Regions from separate parts of the Gossypium arboreum genome. Here region 2 is linked to region 1. The links are chromatin contacts, called in public Hi-C maps. All regions are on one chromosome and are shown on one strand. Each heading gives the region's core, a stretch centred on a gene start, on an enhancer-like site or on the middle of the called end of the contact. The rest is flanking DNA. Distances are from core to core; before and after follow the strand shown.

What was found. A called contact is a pair of places that touch in the nucleus more often than the background predicts.
Region 2: a Hi-C map of leaf shows a contact between it and region 1, with 3 times the contacts expected there. The contact joins the promoter of LOC108488503 here to the promoter of LOC108489548 in region 1. A contact is called at or near these places in 2 of 5 Hi-C or Micro-C datasets (both in leaf).

Annotation. Positions count from the first base shown.
Region 1 is chr10:19,940,760-19,946,437 of ASM2569848v2, forward strand. LOC108489548 (aminopeptidase P1-like) reads right to left here and starts at 1,632. Exons shown (of 16, transcript XM_017794179.2): 1 at 1,259-1,632; 2 at 1,102-1,165; 3 at 860-999; 4 at 490-774; 5 at 290-412; 6 at 1-156. The coding sequence starts at 1,351.
Region 2 is chr10:20,101,609-20,106,911 of ASM2569848v2, forward strand. It overlaps LOC108488503, which reads right to left and starts at 3,990. Exons shown (of 3, transcript XM_017792779.2): 1 at 3,767-3,990; 2 at 3,538-3,671; 3 at 3,092-3,445. The coding sequence starts at 3,942. The coding sequence ends at 3,372. LOC108487181 reads left to right here. Exons shown (of 9, transcript XM_017791449.2): 5 at 10-72; 6 at 169-234; 7 at 861-947; 8 at 1,114-1,207; 9 at 1,313-2,078. The coding sequence ends at 1,803.

The DNA.
Region 1 (5,678 bases), core at 382-2,881:
TTCTGCTTCACATGTGCCACTTTCACAAACACCATTTTGACCAGAACTTAATCCTGTGTCCTTATCAAGCTGATTAGATGCTAACAACGCAACATCTGAGCTCACAGTACTATACTCCCGAACTTCAATTCCATTCTCTTGTATGGAAGAGCTCACCTGCATTAACATACATGTAATCAGTAAAAACCTTCTCCTATCTTCATGCAGGGCTTGCAATAACTACTGATATGCAGAGAACACCAATGAATAAAAATTGAAAACTCCTACAAACTGAAATATGAAATCCTACCTTAGATGAAACCTTCCTCTTGTCCACATAAAGGAAAGCCGAGTTCAATGTTACAATAGCAAATGCATGAACGACTGGACAGTAAGAGACATCACTCCCACGGATATTATATAACCAAGCCACCTGCAAAGTAGGTATTTGAACTCCAAAATATAACAACTCAGCATATTCCACTCGACCAACAATTTGATAAATCATACCTCATCTAAAGCTGTGATAATAATTCCACAAGCCTTTTCAATAGCAAGCTTCTCTCTCAAATCTTTCAACTTTTCAGCAACAGAACGACCAGCAAATTCCAAGGGATGAACGATAACTGGGTTAGTTTCAGCGGGTGGCTGGTTTTTCCACACCTCATCAACCAAATTGCTTGAGGTTTGTATTAGTTTCTGGTGGTTTTTCGCAAAAGCACGTTCCCATCTTTGAGCCGTATCCACTGATACACACCAAGGATCGACCCCAATAGCTGCCTCTCTCGGCAAATTCTATATTAGTTAGTAAAAAAAAATTAGTAAGTCAAAATTTGAAGAACAAGATTGAAATTTCGGGGGGCAGAATGGTAAAACTTACATCAGATATCCAGGAATCAACTGAAGGATCTTCTCCGATTCGCATCAGTTGCCATTGATCACTAAGCTGCTGCATCGCTTGCAAGAAATATCGGCCGTCCGTCCATAGCCTTGCTTCATCTTTTGTAATAAGTGCCAAACCTGAAATAGATTTCCAAAATCAGTCTAATCTTATTTTCAAAATCAATATAATCTTTACTAATAATAATGATAAGACGAAACTTTATAAAGAAAAAAGAAAACCTGCACTTCCAGTGAATCCAGAAACAAATTCGCGCCTTTTATCACGATCAGAAACATATTCGCTCTGCAAAAATCGATTCAAAATTAAACCCATAAAAAGATTAGTTGAAATATTTTAAAGGAATTACTATTTAAAGAAAAAGAAAAGTGGGTTTACTTGATGATAATCTTCAGAAGGTACGATTAAGGCATGGAGAGGAGGAGAGTGAGAGGCCATTAAAGACCTCAAAGCAGAAAGTATTTCCTCCATCAAAGACCGAACGAGAGAGTAGCTGTTTTTTGGTTGAAAATTGTAGGAAAGTTTTCGAGTTATTCTTCAGATGGGTTGCGATTGCTTTTAAAACAAAGCGAGGATTGAGGAACCCAAGAGAATTGGGTGCTGATTTCAGGAGGTTAGGCAGTGTGTAAGCTGAGATAAGGATGTCTCGATTTGACTACAAAAAAAATAATAGTTGTATTATTTGTTTTGTTTGTGTTATAATTACATCGAATTAACTGTTACAACTTGCTCCTTGTTTTACTTTCGTATGTTCCGTACTGTCAAGCTTTGACATGATATTTTCAATGCAGATCTTGTTTTACTTTGCTTCTGGTTTTGAAATATCTTAGTAATAAATGAAGTAGCCTCCCAGGGCATGGTAATTAGATATCATATTTGGCTGAGAAAACAAAATAAAGAAATAGAAATGTTTGTACCTTTTTATTTATTTATTTACAACTTAAGTTTATTTAAATTGTATTAAATTTTATTTGGTATAAAAATTAAATATTTTTATTTAAAATAATAATTTACAAATATTATATAATTTTTATTTGTTTAAACAATATTTATCAAATAATGTCTAAAAACTATAAAACAAAATTGATTTGGTCAAAATCTATAACCTAAAATTAATATGAAACCCAACTGCATTTTGTTTAAAAATTGAGGAAATTAAATCAAATAAAACCTAAATAATATTATCTTCATCTGGAGTTACGAGTAGAGTAGAAATGATTGTAAATTGATATTTGACTCACTAGTGTTAGTGAGGAGTAAAACTAGAAAAAATTTTATGCGTCGAAATTAAATTATAATTTTTTCGATAATAAAATGTAATTTTATTATTTTGATAGTTTATATGCTTATAATTTTAAAAGATTAAATCAAAATTTATCATTTTTAAGAGATTAAAGTATAATTTTACTTATTAATTTAAAATTTTAAAATTTTAAACAACCTAAATGATTTTTTTCATTTTAGGGGCTTGCCATAGCCTTGTTACGCCCTGGTGTTAGTAGGGGATTCCATGGATGGTTTGACGAGATGAGCAAAGACATCGCTAGTAGTAATATTTTTTGGAATTATTAACATTTCTAAGCTAAGTTTCGGTAATCTTTATAATATTATTTGGGAAGTAAAATCAAGGATTTTTATTTTTTAAAAAAAGAAAAGTGCAATCATAAATTTAAAGCTTCCATTTATAAATAAATCGTAAAGATTACATTTGACAAGAGACTTCAGACATTCGAAAACAATAACCAACAAAATTATAAAATATAATTGTTACACCCGGGTGCGTCGACCCAATTGTTACCTTCCCCCAATAAGTGAGCTCCAAACCATTTTTTCTCATTTTCATTAAGCATCAGTTTCAAACACAGATAATGCATTAATTTCAACCAATAAGTAATGTTAGATGGGTTGAGTTCCTTTTAATTACCTTTTTTGCCTTTTTTCCCTTACTTTCTCCCTCTGCGTTTTTATTTTATTTTATTTTGATTGAAAAAAAAGAAGAAGCTAATTTAAGAAATTAGCCAAAAGCATTACATAGAAGCATCCATTAAATATCGGAGTATAATTGTCTTCACTGTTACAGGCGGTGTATTGAAAATAAACAGATTCAAAGCTTCATCTGCTTTCACGTTTGCCATACAGTCAGCAGCCATGTTAACCAGCCGTGGTGTGTACTGCACCGTAACTTCCCATGTTAACCAGGTTTGTATCATCTGCTCTGCTTTGTTCTTGAACCATCTTCACAGCACTTACGCTATCACTTTCGACCAACAACATAGTTAATTTTTTCTCCCAAGCTAGTTCCAGGCCATCCAATATTGCCCAAAGCCCAGCATTTAGCTCATATATTCCTGCAGCAACCTGATATCCAGCTCCCATTAGAGTCCCTGATCAGTCCGTCAGCAGTTGCCTTGCCCGAGTCAAGCTTCACCGTACCATCCGTGTTTAGTTTATACAAACCAGGAGGGTGGTACCCTCCATCTTGGACGAACCTGTACTTGTCCAGAAGGACCCTTCATGCTCGTCTGAATGGCCAAAGTGAGGGACTTCGAGTAAGTTAACCCCTCCGCTATCACACCATCAACATTACAATTTTCTTCGTTATTTATATATTTTATTGGTGTAAATGAAGTGAAAATATCTAATGATTATGATTAAAAGACTATGTTATATATTTTTAGTGAACTTTATTTACTCATTAAATATTTACCAATTTCTTTCTGTTGAACAACATCAAAACTTGATAAGGAAACCATTTATGTAACATATATAAATGATAATATTTGAGATTTTTATTTTTTTTATTTCCATTTTCCTGTGAAGTTTATTATTTGACGGGTATAACGATTTCTTTTGACTGAAAATATATTTCGGAAACGGAAAAAAATAAAAACCAGGAGTGAAGAAAGACGGCATGGAATTAAGCAAATGGAAAAAAGGGTCTGGAGTAGCGGGCGGTTCTAAGTAAAAAAATTAGATTTTTTTTTTTAAATTTCACCTAAAAAATAGTTTAAAATTTTGTTTAAGTTTAACCCAGATAAAAATATTAAAATTAGAATCCGGCTAGATCTGCCGGTGTTAAAATTTTATATTAATTTTTATATAAAATAAATTTAAAAATATAATACATCAAATACACTAAAAATTAAAATAAATTATATTTAAATAAACACTAAGATAGATGTAAATTAGCAATCAAATACCTCTAAAATAATAGTAAAATTAATAATAAAATAAGAGTTATATAATATCCAAACAATAACAATAAAATAATAGAAATATAAGAGCGAAATGATAGAAAAATAATGAAAAAACAGTGGCAAAACACACACAAAAAAAAACATTTTCTTTTGTAAATTTGGACCGAGCCGGGCTCTAGCCAGAATAACTTACCTGAGACCCGATCCGTTTAGAAAACATGCCTTACTTTTTTTTCAAGTCTATTCTTCAAGCCTATATTTTTCCCTAAACTCTCTCACTTTTCTGGCGAACCTTCAGACCAGGCTCGACTCATGATCAATTCAGACCAGGCTCGACTCATGATCAAGTCTAGTATAGAGAAATAAAAAAATACATCTAGAATAAGGAAACTACGGAACCATGAATTGAAAAAAAAAAAGTAAAGGTTAAAATTTTGGGGTTATAAAAATAATACTAAAAAATAATTAAATAAAAAAATAGTTGGAGAAAAGATTAATTATGAAAACAGGATGTTTGCTACACTGTGTTCGATACCACCTAACACATTGGCTGCACCACCCAACTTTTTTTCCAATCATGCTACAATTATGACATTTAAAAAAAAAATTATTGGTGTCACCAATGTCAGGCGACACTGGTATGTATTTCTAAAAATACTCGTATTTCATGGGAATACACAATGAGAAAAAAATATTTTTTATTGGTGTAATCGATGTGTCAGACGACATCACTTTAATTATTATTATTTTTTAAAATTGACCTATTAGGAAAAAAAAGCACCTTTCGTGAAAAAAAGGCTAACGTTAGAATGTGTCACTGACGCATCAAGCGGAAATGGTTTGAAAATCTGAGTCCCACACGCTGCCAAGCAGCACCAAAACTTATATAATACTTCATCCCTAAGCCTGCTCATGAGCCAAACCGAGTTGAGCTAGGCCATGACAAAATTTTAGGCTTAAGCCCAACCCAACCCGAAAAATGGGCCTAAATATTTATCCAAACCCAGCCTGGATTATAGATGCCAACCCGACCCGACCCAAAATTAAGATAACCAATTTTATAGAAGTTTTAGTTCTTTTATAATAAAATAAAATGATAATAATTAGCATAGGAAAAGAAAAATGCAAGTATGATAACCCTAAATTATATAGATTTTCAGATCACCTATTTACTTAGAATTTATGCAAATCTCAAATATTTTAATAGCTAATTATGTGTTTTTAGTACATATTGAGAATTTTGGTACAATTAAAGTAAGATTATAATTTTTGAGTAATTATGTGTTAATTTCACATAATTCTACTTTATGTTGTTGTATTTTGAAAATTTCATAATTTTTGCTAAAATTGCTGTAGCTTAGTACATTGATATGTTCGATGTTCGAAGCCAATATAGATGACACATGCACATAAGTTGAATATCAATAGAGCTAGGGATGGCAAAGCTAAGGCATTGGACTCAAAAAATTTATTCTAACGCAGCTTGGAAGTGGATAGCTGAAAAGAACAAGCCTGCCTTTCACATTGAAGCCCAAACCGTCCATTAAGGGGGAAAGAAACCCAAATTCGACAATGACTTGGTACAGCAGCCCAACCAACTT
Region 2 (5,303 bases), core at 2,740-5,239, 160 kb after region 1:
TGATTTCAGGCGTCTCAAGATAAAAAGAGCTTAGATGTTGGAGCAAACCTTTTCATAGGGAACCTTGACCCTGTAAGTATTAGTATACTATTAGAAGCATAGAGATGCAATGACATGAAGTCCTAGATTTCCTGTTTTAACTTAATGATTCTTGGGTTTTACTTGCAGGACGTGGAAGAGAAACTTTTGTACGATACTTTTAGTGCATTTGGAGTCATTGTTACAAATCCCAAGGTACTTGCTTGCTGATTTCTTTTTACTATTTCATTCTATCTCATGGTAAACCATAGATAAATTAGCTCAGCTTTCTCCATATGTGGAAGTGCATGCCTACATGTCTTCATTTGCTTGTTTAGTTATTGATGCTTTGCTGCTTTTTGACTTCAAATATAATTAATCAACTATTGCACCAGTTAAAGAATATGAAGTTTGTGGGTTGAACTAAAGTGTTTTCCATCATAACTTTATTCATGATTAATGATGAGATGAAGTTGAACGGACCTGTGATATTGACAGAGTAGGGTGGCGTGTTTTTGTTCTGAGCAGCCACATTTTCTAAGTTAGTATCAGCTTTGAATATATCTGCATGGTCATGTGATGGCATAATCTACTAGATGGACTGGCATATCTTTTCTTTTTCATTTTTTTTTTATTTTTTGTTTTCCGGAGAACTGAATGATACTAAAACTAATACTGAATCCTAGTCTCGTTCTGCTTATCTCTTGAAAGTCGTCGATAGTGTGCTCAGAAAGTGAATAAGAAGTTAACTAGATATTTAAAATATTTCAATGTTTCCCATCATTTGGGTTATTATGCACTCTTTTTGTCAGTGAGTTCTGATGATCACTTTCTGATATCAGATAATGAGAGATCCTGAGACTGGAAATTCACGCGGTTTTGGATTCATCAGCTATGATTCATTTGAGGCATCTGATGCTGCTATTGAGGTATGTTTGCAATGCCACTTGCATGCTATTTGCTACTCAGAATAGCATTTTTTATTGTTGTTATCACTGCTTCAATGGAATGTGAATATGTGATGTGATCACAGTCTACATGATTGACTTGTTTCATATATCTTGCAAAATATGTTTACTTTCTCTTCGACTACAGGCAATGAACGGCCAGTACCTCTGTAACCGTCAAATAACAGTTTCTTACGCATATAAGAAAGACACCAAAGGGGAGCGTCATGGCACCCCAGCAGGTTCATTTTTTCCTTTTTTACCACACCTGATCTTACCTTGTAGTTCCATTTCTATTACTATTATTGGTTTGGTATTTAGACTGAAACTTTTTCCTTGTAACACAGAGAGGGTTTTGGCAGCAAGCAATCCAAGTTCCCAGAAGAGCAGGCCCCATACTTTGTTTGCGAGTGGACCTCCAACACTTCCTTCTGGTCCCCAGGCCAATGGTGGTATAGGAGCACCGGTGCCGCCACGACCTTTTCCAAATGGCACTGTTCCTCCTGGCCCTATGCCAGTAGCACGGCCTCCACCCCCTCAAAATGTTCCCTACCCACAAATGCAGCTTGCCGGACAATCACCTTGGCAGGGTCAGCCACAGCATCTTGGACAACAAATTCCACCTCCAGTCATGCCTCCTCCTGCAATGCAGTACAGGCCACCTCTGCCAAACATGCCACCACCACCACCCCCACAATCAGTATCTGGTCTTTCAAGGCCTCCGCCACCAATGGGAATGGGAGCACCACATGGTTGGCCGCAACAGCAAATGGGTGGAAGGCCTCCTATGTCCCAAATGTCAATGCCACCCCCTCCCCCACCACCTTCTGCAAGTTGAATTATCCCAACTACTGTTTTTCTTCGTTCAGCACATGCAGTGCATTTTTATTTCTAGCGGTAATAGAAATGATAAATGTGGATCGTACTCTATTGATGTATTAATATCCGAAAATTAGACTCCTAAATTTAATCGTTCGTTCAATGATTGGTAAACATTTTTTGTTCACCAAAGCATGATCGTTTCATTGCAGATCAAAGCTTTTTCTTCTTTCAATGTGTAAAATAACGTACATATGTAATTTGAGTTCAATCAAGTATCCTTTAATTCTTTTATGGTTTCTGCCATGCTTCACGTAAATTAGAGTAAACATTTAAGAGTCAAAATATACTCTAGATTCTCATATTTTTCATTTTTTTATTTAATTTCAGTACTTTCGTTTGCAAGGTTTCCTTTTTACTTTCTCCATTTAAATTTAAATGTTAATACATTTAAAATTCTTTTATTAAATTTATCATCGAGTAATAATTACTTAATAATCATGTAATAAAAAATAATATTGCTATGATCTTAAATTTAATAAATACTTGTAGTAATATTAACTATTCTTAAAAATTCACAGTTAAAATAAAATAAGTTAAATACATTAAAAATTAAAGTACTAAATTATATGAAAAATTAATTCCCAAAGAAAATTGAAATTTCATTATTATTATATAATATTAATAAAAATAAAAATACATACATGTCAGCATTTTAATTATAATAACATATCTAGGTTAACTATTCCATTATATAAAATATAATGTAAGAATAATATAAAGATCTCATTATTGTAAAATTTCAATAAAAAGTAAAAGCTTGTGTATTTAAATACATGTACATAAACATTTTAATTAAAACGAAATGTTTATATTAAAAGTTGAGTTATCAAAAATTAAATTTAAAAATAAAAATAAGATGACAAAATCAACACTATTAAAATTTTCGATTAAATTCTTTGATATGGTATTTTAAAACATAAAAACAATTAATTATATAGTAATAAAAATAATGTGAAAATAATAATTAATTTTTAGTAAAAACCATTCGAAATCATCATTGAAATATATAATTTTCTATTAGAATAGTATTATTAAAAAGTTTATATTAATATTTTGATTTAAATATTTAAATCAAAAAATTAAAATTGGAGCATTTTCTAAAAAAATGAAAAACCACGTCTGAGTTTGAAAAAAATTCAACTCGATCAAATCGAAAAGCTGGGCTCATTTAGAAGTTAGTATGTGAAATTATATCAAAATTAAAATATAAAAATAAAATCTAAAATTTGAGCGGAACATGGAAATTAGAAGGATAGAGCTGAAATTTAACCATTAATTTATAACGTAAAAAGAGCAAAAAAAACAATAGACGGGTGATGGAGGAAGGCTTTAGGGCTTTCACAGATACAGCTAAAGATGTTTGTTTAGGAGAAAGTTTGGTAACAGCTTAAGCCGTGTAATAACCCTTACATATATAGAACTGCAGTAAAAAACTGAAGATAATAAACTAATGCAAGGTAAGGCGCACATGAAACAAAATGGAGGAGGGTACTTGTGAACATAGTTGGGTTTTCCATCCATGAGTTAAGAGGAAGCGTGAGTTTGATTCCTGGCTTTCTCCTTCTCCTTCACTTCACTCCCCTGCGTCTTGTCATAAGCTTCATGCATTGCACCCACCCACAAATCAAATACAGTTCAATTAAAACAAGTTTTACTTACTACTACCTAACCATTCTACTCTACTACTAACCTGGGTGACTTCCATGAATCTCCTTGTTTTTTTTTATGTCAGATATACTCTCGTTCTCTCCATAAATTCCTCCAAATCCTTCTTCATCTGATCTCGTAGCATATCCCTCTCCGAATGACTCAGACATGACATCCCTTAACACATGAAACAAACAGTTTCAAAACCACTAGTAGTAGTAGTAGACATGGGAAGAAAAAGAGAAGCAACATCTTCATTAATATATTCTAACCCAGGTTTTTGTTCAGGCTTTTCGTCTTTCTGCTCCATGCTTTCTGGTTGCTTGGAACAACTTGTGATGATTGGCCTGAAGCTGATCACTGAACTTTTATGATGACTTAAAGAAGCTCGCAGAGATGGAGTGAAAACTGCTGGTGGCTGAGCTCGAACCGATCGGATGGCTTTCATTTCCGCCTATCTTCTTTCGGGTTGTGAAATTATTGAACATTGTTTACTTAAAAGGACAATACTAGAAACCTTCTTTCTTGTTATGTTAAGACACGTAGAAAATGTTAATGGACAGGTGTGGAGTGTAGGAAATGTAGCTTCTGATGAATGTCCATGACCCAGATGGCACTCGAGGAGGGCCAATGAAATATACGGGTTCTACAGAAACCACTAGTTGCCGACACTTAGGCCTCTAATATTTCGACAAGGAACGGTGTGAACCAAGCCTGATGGATGAAGTAGGCAATCTCGGACATTAATTAAAGGGAAAAAGGATTATGATAAACGAAATAAAAAATTAAGGGTAAAGGAAAGGTGAGTTTCTGTCTGTTGACGGAAACAAAAACGACAAGGCCCATTGGAAATTGAGAAGAAATTAAAGTGACTCATTGGTGCTCGAAAAAGAAGGCCCAATATACATGGTTTAGCTGGATGGAACTTATTGCCCGAATTAAACAAAACATTCACAAAACTTGGTCTCGTGCACGGAGCTACACCGCCGTGGAAAGGAAAATGTGACAATGAGGAAATGGCGAAGGACAAGGAGGGAGGGCCTCCTAACCCCTACAAGTTTGGACTTACATTTGTTACCGTTAATGGAGGCCTTTGCTCTTGTAAATCAAAATTGATACTAGGAATTCTTCCTTCATTAGAGACAAGCCACTGTCATTGTAAATGCACTAGAGGGTTGATATTGGTGGTTGGTGCCTTTTTAGGCTTTGCCTTTAAGCGTGACCTCTGTTCTTGAGTGCTTGACTCTGTGTTCACTTTCATTGATCGGCAACTCCTTTGCTTTGCTTCTTTTGTATTATATTTTAACCTTGTAAATCAAAATTGATACTAGGAATTCTTCCTTCGTTAGAGACAAGCCACTGTCATTGTAAATGCACTAGAGGGTTGATACTAGTGGTTGACGCCTTCCAGGCTTTACCGTCAAGCATGGGCTCTAATCTCTAATACTAGCAATTCCTTAGTATCAATTCCTACAAACTTAGGGTATTACAGCAATAAAATTAAAGTCAAAAGTGAGACATGTGTTTAGATTTAATCATTGCAGTGGTAACAAAATGAAATATAATAAATTAAAATAACCATTAAAGATATTAGAGTAATATTTACGGGTAATGCAACTTATAACATATTTGAAAATTTAATAAATAACTAAAATGTTAAAATTACAAAAATATAGGTACATTATTTATATATTTATTTAAATATTTTGATTAATTAATATATAAATATGTAAATTTATTTATTATATTAAAAAATTAAATCAAAATAATTAAAAAATTTAATTTGAAAATTTTGATAATAAGATATTA